Regions from separate parts of the Canis lupus genome. Here region 2 is linked to region 1. Evidence: chromatin contacts called from public Hi-C data. All regions are on one chromosome and are shown on one strand. The core of a region is the stretch at or near the end of the contact, and the rest is flanking DNA. Distances in the headings are between cores, read along the strand shown. Region 1 holds the start of MEIS1 (homeobox protein Meis1). Region 2 overlaps MEIS1 (homeobox protein Meis1).

Evidence for each region. A called contact is a pair of places that touch in the nucleus more often than the background predicts.
Region 2: a Hi-C map of amygdala shows a contact between it and region 1, with 7 times the contacts expected there. The contact joins the enhancer-like site here to the promoter of MEIS1 in region 1. A contact is called at or near these places in 3 of 9 Hi-C or Micro-C datasets (amygdala, blood and skin fibroblasts).

The regions. Positions count from the first base shown.
Region 1 is chr10:67,056,828-67,061,459 of UU_Cfam_GSD_1.0, forward strand. It overlaps MEIS1 (homeobox protein Meis1), which reads left to right and starts at 2,439. Exons shown (of 13, transcript XM_038551464.1): 1 at 2,439-3,377. The coding sequence starts at 3,366.
Region 2 is chr10:67,197,251-67,201,882 of UU_Cfam_GSD_1.0, forward strand. All of the region lies in intron 12 of MEIS1 (homeobox protein Meis1), which reads left to right. Among named protein-coding and RNA genes, the nearest start is that of MEIS1, 140 kb to the left of the region's middle. Within about 2 kb of position 1,836, at least 8 of the 20 cell types and tissues checked have an H3K27ac peak or open chromatin away from gene starts, as enhancers often do.

The DNA.
Region 1 (4,632 bases), core at 1,189-3,688:
GGTGTCATCCCTTAGGCACCCTGGGGCAGGACAGGGTCTGCACGGGGGTGGGGTGGGGGGGCTGGTGGCGAAGGCTCGGCTGCAGCTCGGCTTTCTGAGCCCTCCACTTTTGGGGGGAACTGGGCGTGGACTCGTGCCGAGTGCTGGAGGCCGTGCGCGCCGGAGGGAGCCTGGCTCCAGATGCAGGTCCTGAGGGTCGCCCTACACGGTGGCCCTCGCTCCTCGAAAGCCCACTTAGCAGAAACTTGAGCCCTACCTCTCGGACGGATGCGATCTGCCCTTTAGTTTGCACGTTAAGGAGTTAGCCTCCGCACCTTTGGGAGCTCCTGATCTTTTCCAAACAACCCCTGCGGAGGACAGGAGCACCCCTCACCTCTCTCAAAACTCTTCCTCCCAGCTACCCGCCCCCCTCCTTTTAGGATGAGGGCTCTCGGTCCGCGGCCGGGCGGAGTGGGATGGGGGTGGGGGCGACGGGAGCGAGGGGCCGGCTGCTTTGGGGTGGGGTGGTGGGGGGGGGGGGGGTGGGGGGGGAGTCAGCCTTTTGGCCACCACCAGGGCGGGAATCGGGACCGGCAGTTTTGCATTCCCGGCAGATCGAAGCTCCCTGCTGATCGATTATTTGATAATTGATTTTCCCCGCAGCCAATGCGCGGCCGCCCTGGCGGGGGCGCCTCCTGATTGGCCGGGCCCTCCTCCGCGGCTGCCTACCGAGATTTGGGTGAGCTCATTTTCCAGTCGACCGCAGGGGGAGTTTTCTGCGAGGCTTCAGCTGGAGGCAGGGAAAAAAAAAAAAAAAAAAAAAAAGATCCTGCTGGGAGCAGAGCTAGCTGCGAGCCTGGCTGGAGGATGTGAGGTTTCCAGCCCCGCGGGTCGGGCCGCTGCGGCCGAGCCCTCGCGGCGTCTCGGAGCCCGGCGGGCAGACGAGCAAAAACGAAAATAACACCAGTAAATGTGATAATAAAGGGCAAGCCAAGAGGGGGAGTCGTCGGGAAGCCAGAGGGCAGGCGTTTAAGGGGAGAAAGTTGAAAAATCAGGGGGCCGGTCGGAGCCTCCGAGGCGTGGGTAGGGACAGGTTTTTGTCTGCAATCTCAGCTCCCGAAGTGAATTTCTCTCTCTCGGTCCTTTTTTTTTTTTTTTTTTTTTTTGTCTGTCGTTGGCACCGAGAGTTTTCCCGGAGCCGGGACGGTGCAGGGAGGCGGAGGGGTGTAGGGGTGCGGGGAGGGGAGCGCAGGGCGTCGCGGCGCACAGGGCCCGGGGCGCGGGGTCCCTCCAGGCCCGAGAAGACAAAGGCGACGCGGCCGAACCCGACCCCGCCGCGCCCCGGGCGCACGGCGGCCTCGCCCGCAGCGGGTCGGGGAGCCCCGTCCCGGGGTGGGGGTGCGGGCGGGGGGGTCCCCGGCCCGGGGCCGCACCCGCCAGGTCGGGGGGCTGCCCCGAGCCCCGCGGCGGGCTTCGCTCTCCGGCGAGACGCCCAATAGCTCGGTGTTTGTAAACAGGCGCTGGGGGCACCGTCCCCGCGCTCGGCTCATTGTTTCCCTCCCTTCCTCTCCCACTTCGCGCAGGACGCCGGGGGCCCGGGGGGCCGGAGGCCGGGGAGCGGGAGGAGGAGGAGGAGGAGGAGGAGGAGGTCCAGACCCCAAAGTGAGAAAACGCAAGCATTTCCTTTCCCGGGGGCCTGGGGTGGGGTGGGGGGGTGCACCCCTGACAGCGGCAGCTCTAGGCTGGGATCCGCAGGAAGCCCCAGCCTCCCCCCTCCGCCCCGCGATCTCGGGACTCCTGCTCTCATCCTTCCCTCCCTCCCTCTCTGTTTCCCCGTTTGCCTCCTTCTACGTGGGGTGGTCAGTTCCGAGAACGCACCCTTGCGTTGAGCTCACACATTCCCCCCCCCCCACCACCACCTCCAAAAACAAAAACAACAACAAACAAAAACAAAAAACAAAAAGCAACACCCCACCAGCAGCGGACCCCCAGTAATTTGCAGGAAAGTCATGAAGTCCGCGCGCCGAGAGCTCTGTTGCAAAAAAACTCCCGCGGCTGCCCACCCCCCCCCCCTGCGCGCTCCACCCCCCCCCCTGCGCGGATCCCCAATTTATTTCGAGAGAGTGGGGTGGGGGGTAGTGGAGGAGAGTCCCGAGTAGGGGTGGAGGGGAGAGAGGAGGGAGGGAGGGAGAGAGGGAGGGGGAGATTGCAAGGAACGTGGGGAATAAAGCCCGCGCCCCGGGGGCGGGGGGGGGCGGCCCTGCCCGCGCGTGTGCGCGTGTGCGCGTGTGCGCGTGTGCCCGGGGCGCGTGGGGGTTCGCGCCCGGGGCGCGCGGCTGCAGGGAGCGCCCGTGCGCCTGGGCGGCGCGGCCGGAGCCCGCCCGGCGCTCCCACCCCTGCCGAGCCGCCGACTTGCTGCAGCCCAATGCATTGTGTAAGACGCGACCTGTTATGGCCACCACTACTTCCGGGTTCTAGCATTCGGGTCGGAATCCACCTCTCCGCCTGTGCAACACACACTTTACACACGCACGGGGACTGCAAGCGGGCAGCATCGATCGTGGCTCCTTTAAGACAAACTCAGACAGACAATTTTTTTTTTTTTTTAACCCTCCTCCTCTAATCTCCCTCCAGTGCAGCAGTTGCAAAGAGGGAGAGAGAGAGAGGGGAAAGAGAAAGAGCGAGCGAGAGAAGAGAGAAACTGATTAGGAATTAGGACCGATCCGAGGGAAGCGAGCGCTAGGGCTTTGTGCATTTGAATATTCACATTTGAGGTGTTCCGACCAGAAGAAGACAGAGCGGATGATCATTCATTCACCACGTTGACAACCTCGCCTGTGATTGACAGCCGGAGTGGCAGAAAGCCATGAGATTTGGTAGTTGGGTCTAAGGGGCGCTCTCTTTTTTTTTTTTTTTTTTAAACTGATTTTTTTTGGGGGGGGGGTGGAAGAGAAGATCTGCCTTTTTTTTTTTTCTTTTTTTTTTCTTCTTTTTTTTTTTTTTTTTTTTTTTTTTTGCCCCCGCTGCTGCTGCTGCTGCTGCTGCTGCTGCTGCTGTCTTGGAAACGGAGCGCTTTTATGCACAGTGACTCGGGCGCTTTGCTTCAGGTCCCGTAGACCGAAGATCGGGGACCAAGTAGCTCTCACGTTGCTGGAGACGTGAAGGGATTTTTTTTTTTCCGTCGTGCTTTTTTAAAAAAAAAAAAAAAAAAAGATTTTTTTTTTTTGTCCTCTCTCTCTCTCTTTTTTGTTTTTTGTTTTTTGTTTTTGTTTTTTGTTTTTTGTTTTTTGTTTTTTTCCGGGGGAGTTTGCTTATTTGTTTCTTTTCACACTGGCCTTAAAGAGGATATATTAGAAGTTGAAGTAGGAAGGGAGCCAGGGAGGCCGATGGCGCAAAGGGTACGTATTAAACAACAATTGTGGAACTCAAATGTGAGATTAAATTGAAACGTGGCTGAAAGACACTGCTAAAAAGTTTCTTTTTATTCTCTCTCTCTCTCTCTCTCTCTCTCTGTCTTTTTGAATGAGGCTCCTAAAGCCGTGGCCTAAAGCGAGAGAATTTATTCAGTGCGTTTGTAGACTTATGTATGTTACATGTAATTAATTCAAGTAATCAAGTTTTCTATAGATTCCTAACCAGCAGCTATATAAATAGAAATGCAAGCTCGGGCAGTCATTCTGTTTAAAAAGCAAAAACAAAACGCACTAGATACCTAGTGCTGTAACGTGAATGTTCAGGGAGCAGAAGTTTAAGGCTATTTTTAAAGTAAATTAAGCAGCTAGAAACTTCTGATTTGTTATTGATTGTGCTCATCTCTTAATATGACTAGAAGCATTTAGCTTTTTTAAGCAAATGACTTTGCCATAGTACGATGGCTTTTGGGGTCGGAAAACATTCATCTCTGAAAAATGATTTTAATGTGCATGGATTTTTATAGAAGGTAATACTTTGAAAGTTTTTGTTACAAAAGCCCTGCACTAATTGGATACTAAGCACAGAGCTACTCACTTTAAAAATGCAATACTAATTTCCCCAATATTCCTATTTGAATGGAAATGTAGTGAGAGTAAAGTGAGACAATGACAACCCAACCGAGGTAGTCTCTTAAAAGAAAGGGGGGTCTACAAAAAGCCTTCCCTGCATAATTTGTGTCCTGGCCCTCAAAGCCCTGTTTGCAAAAGAAAGTTACTAGGCTGACACATTTTTCTTTACTGCTTTGGTTCAGGCAAATGTCAGCGTTCTTCCAAACTATTTTCACACCTCTGGCTTTAAGGAGATGAAAGTGGCAATTCCTCTTTTCTTTGAAAATCATTTCACTCTCGGCGCCTCCAAATCTTGGGAAAAGAACTTGCCCGGAATTGGAGCAATGAGAAGATTCTAAGTAGCTGAATTTTGCACACAAAAATAATGACAGTCAATATGAAAGTAGTTTTTCCGGGGGGGGGGAAAGAAGATGGGGGTTGTGTGTGCGTTTGCTTTTGAATTTACTTTACACCTGATGAGTTACATTTGCCTCATTGACTTCTAGTCTGGGGGAAAAGTTCATAGGAGTAGAGAAAAATAGGACAACTAACTGTTCCAGCTATATAGATTTTCTTTCACATTGAGGGGGAATTGCCCAATTCTAAATTCAGCTCTAATGAACGTGAAAGA
Region 2 (4,632 bases), core at 586-3,085, 140 kb after region 1:
GGGGGGGGGAAGCCCGCTGGTTGAGTGAGACTTTTTTTTTTAAGGCAGGATTTAAATATTTTTTTAAAAAATCAAAAATATTTTACCCTATCATATTTAATCAGCTGTAATTATAACACATTCGAAATGAATAATATGTCTTGACAGTATTTTTATTGTTATTGTTCATTGCATGATGTTCGACTGCTTTAGAAGCACAGGAAAGAGAAGTAAACGCGCTACAAATGGGGAATTACCCTCGTTTAGCATTAAAATTCATTTAGATAAAATTGCCACAAACATTTAAATGGGAAGATTAGTTCCCCCTCACGCCTTATTGCACTCGCTCAATGGTTCCGTTAAGAACATTTTACACGTTGGAAATTCCGTCTTCTCAGACGGCTTGCTGTTTCCTAGTTACCCACATTCAAAGCAAAGGCAGCAGCAAAGGCAGCCGCAGCAGCAGCAGCAGGAAAAAAAAAAAAAAAGTTTTGGCAACTGGTCTGCAATTCATCCGCCGCTGGCCCCAGCCTCCCCCCTCCCCGGCAGCCCGCCCCCCACCCATCACCTTTCCCCACCCCACCTCTTCTCTCCCCATTAAGCAATTTGCTGAGCCCTGTCCTCCAGAAAACAAGTTGCTTGGTTGCACAGTATTTGAATATAATGTTAAAATACAAAGAAGCCAGTTCGTCCCTCTCGGGGTCTCCCCTCTGGGGCTGCGGCTGGGGGTGGAGGGCTGGGGTGGGGTGGGGTGGGGAGGGGAGGGGGGGAGGGCGCTGACTTTCCTCCATCCCCTGCTCGGAGGCCACAAGGCACTTTTTTTTTTTTTTTTTTTTGGCTTTCTTTTCTGCCAGGACATTTCCAGGAAATCCACCACTGTTTTCTGCCCGCATTAGAAACGCGTGAAAGAATTAGTTTGGAAAAGTCGGTGCAACGTCTAGCTTCTCCCTCGCCTTCTCCCCGGCGCTCTCCCTTCTTCCCCCTCCGCCCCCGCCCTCCCGCCCCCTCCTCCCCGCGCAGGGCCGCAGGAGCCCGGGAACGTCGGCTTCGACTGCCATCTTTTGGGGATTTGGAAAAACGACTCGGTAGGAAACGGAGGGAGGCGGAGGCGGAGGCGCGGGGGGTGGGGGGAAACCCCCTTATTATCCTGTGTCGGAACTGGCTCCCTTAATCTCATGCTTAAATATTTGATGTGGAAAAATTACCCATAAAATTAGTTACTAACAATTTCAAATTGAAATCACTTATCGAATTATAAACGCATTAAAGCTGTATGGATGGTATTAGGGTTTCCTCGGGAGGCAGCGGGTGTCTTCCCACCGGGCGCCCGGCCGCCGAGTTCCGCCCCGGGGAGGGCGGCGGGAGGCGCGCGCGGCGCTCGGGCGCGGGGTCCGGGCCGCGGGGACCGAGCGCGCGCCAGGCCCGGGCCGAACCCCCCCTCCCCGCCCCTCCGGCCCCGCCGCCCCCGGAAACCTCCTAGGCGGGTCCGACGCTCCCGAGAAGGGAGAGCTCGCTCGCCCCGGGCCGGCGGGGCACCGACCCCCGCGGGCCGCCCCGTGCGCGCCCCTCCCCGGGCGCGGGGACCCCGGCCCGGACCCTGTGCCCCTGACCACGGCTCTCCCATTGGAGCGCGGGCCCCTGGGGGCGCCCCCACCCCCTCCCCGGGAGCGCGCTGTCTCCTCCCCGGCGCGACAGCAAAGTCAAGTGTCCTGGGGCCGCCGGGGCTCCGCGGGCGCTGTCGTGGGCAACCCGGGCCCCCTTCGTGCGGGACCCGGGGCTGCCCGCTGCCATCGCTCCCGGAGCGCCCCCGGGGCGCGGAGGGCGCGGGGACCCGGGCACGGGCTGCTGGGGACGCCCCGGAGCCCTTGTGGATGCCGGCAGGCCCTCCCTCGGCCCGCGGGAACGCGGTGAACACCTGGGTCGGCTCAAGCCCGCGGGTGGGCGCCGGGACGCGGGGGAGGGCCGTGGCACCGCGTGGCACCGCGTGGCCCGCACCCGCGCGCTCCCCTGCCCCCTCCCGCGCCCCCCCTGCGCGCCCGACTGTCAGGCGGTCCGCAGCTCTCGGGGTGGCCAGGTGCGCTGTGCACGGGGCTGGGGAGCCCCTCCCAGGTGAGGGAGCCGCCGGAAGGCGGAGGGGGTGCAAGGGGGGTGCAGGGGGGGTGCGGGGGGGGGCGGGGGGATCCCTTTCTGGCCGGATCCGCCCGCCAGCGTGTCCGTAACATTCTCTCCCAAGGCGGAGCTGAAAAAGGAAAAACAAACAACACATTGAGCAATCAGTTCGCCACCGTTTGAATCTGGAAGAGTTTTGGCCCTAAAAACGGGCGCCCCGGGGGTCCCTGGCGGGGCGGGGGGGCTGGAGGACACTTGGGGCGGCGCCCCAGGGTCGCGCCTCCGCCCGCAGCCCCGGCGGGAGAGCGGGGCGCTGAAGCCCTGGAGACGGGGGTGCGCGCGCCGCCCGCCCGCCTTGGATGGGGCCCCGGGAGCCCCGACCCGGCCCGCCCGCGGGCGCGCTCACCTCTCCCCGTGAGGCGGTACGTGCACCACCCGAGCGACCATCTCCATCTCCAGGCGGAAAACGAGTCCCGGGACCGGGACGATTCGGGCAGCGGCGAATCGAGTCACCTGCTCGGCGGCCGCGCAGCCGGCTCTGCGCGCGGGGGCCCGGGGGGAGGCGCGCGGCGCTGGGGTCCCCCGCTCGGCGCCCCGCCTGCCCCGCGGGTCAGGAGCCCCGCGCCTGCTTCCCGCGGCCCCGAGGCTGGGCTCGCCCCGCTCGCCACCCCCACGTCCTGCGCGCCCCGGGCACCCCCCCCCCCCTACTCACACCTCTGCGCTCCCAGCCCCCTCCCTCCTCCCAAAGCGGCTCGCTCCCCTTCTCCACCGAGGGGCCCCGGGCTCTCACCCCCCACGCACCCCTACGCCCCGCGGCCTCAGGTCTTGCAACTCCAGCCTGGGTAACCTTTCGCCTTCTCGCGCTCGCCTGCTTCACCCAGAGACCTGCACACGGGTGGGTGGGGGCGCTCGGCGAGGCCCCCCCGGAAGCGCCCTGCTGGAGGGGGGGCCCCCTGGGGCCTCAAACAACCAGATGCCTCCGTCTGGGGGGAGAGCCCTGCGCCCCTGGGCGGTGCCACCTCCGGGAGACCCAGCAAAGCTGCAAGCGCCCCTGCAGACGCCCCCCCTGCCCCCCAACTCTGGCTCCGAGCGGCGTCTGGCACCGCGGGGAGATGCAGGCGGGCCACGCGCCGCGTCCCCGCTGGCCGACCCACGAGGCGCCAGCTCGTCCTGGAGACTCAGTTTCCCCCGGACGGTCGTGGAAGCGGGGGAAACACAAGGCCAGGGCTGTGCGGACCCACGTACCCCACCCGACCGCGTTCTCCAGAGGTGCCTTTTCAGGTGGTCCCTAAACTGTGAAGGGCCCGCTTTGTGTGTTATCTACTGGGGGTGGGGATGGGGGAGAAGGAGACTCCCACCGCCCGCTCCCGTCTTTAATGTCTGAAATAACGAAATGCCTGTGTGGCAGCTGCTGCTTGAGCCAAAACTAACTCTTTGGAAGACGGAAAAGAGTGAAAGGCAAAGAAAGACTGTTCATTTTTTTTCCTTTGGTGCCGTTTGGGATGTCATCTGTTTCCTTGGCGACTGTGTTCAGCCCCCGGAGCCCCTGGGCTCCTGGATTGTTAGGGGGGAAAAAGCATGCTATTTCTGCACCGTCATTTATCACTGTCACCGCATAATGATTCCCCTTGCAGCCCCTTATTGATGTTTGTAATTGCATTATCTCATAAAGGAGGATGATCAATGAAACCGAGCCGTGCATTCTGGGGTCAGAGGAAGCCAAAGTACTGTTTGTCCCCTTTAATACAACAAGTACTCATTATCTTTAGGTCTGCATTCAAAAAATGATCTGATCTGGGGCTGACCCTGTCGGACATCCCAACACTTTTTAAAACGCGGTTTGTGTAACCTTTTGCTTAAATGCTAAATCAAGTACCTGTCTTGCATTTCAACGAAACAAGATGCTGAAACTGAATGGGAGAAGGTTGCTTCCCTTTTCTTACTTTCTTTCTTTCCTTTTTTTTTTTTTTTTTTTTCCTGAGAGGGGTGCGGTCGTCTGTAGCCTCCCGCGATTTTACACTGCAACTGCTTAGTGCTATAGTGTAGAAAAAAGCAGCGCCCAACAACAAGGGACCCAAGTTCTCTAAGGAATGAAAAAAAAATGGGGGTGAGTGGGTAAAAGGTATCTGGGAGCATTTAACAAGGTCGCTACTAAAAGATCAGAATAAAACCACATCCGGTTTAATTAATAAGAGCTATAAACTGAGATAATTCCCCACGATTCTGCCCTCGCTGCTCGCTTTTACAGACTCATATCTCTTCGGTTTAGATAAATGACTTTTGTGCCTGTTCGATTCTCACAACAACAATAACTAAATCAGTTGCACGTTCTGTATCTAAAACCCTCTACAAACTCCAGCAAATAAAAAGAAGTTCATTTGTCTATTAAGGGAAGTATTTAGTTGAGCAGAAATGTCCCAGCAACGCTGAATGGAGTTCATGTAATCCCATGAAAATCAAGTCATCTTGTTGCACTGAAGTAAATGAAAAAATACAAAGGAGGAAAGGTCCAAGTGTAATTTTAAACTAAATGCATTATTGCAC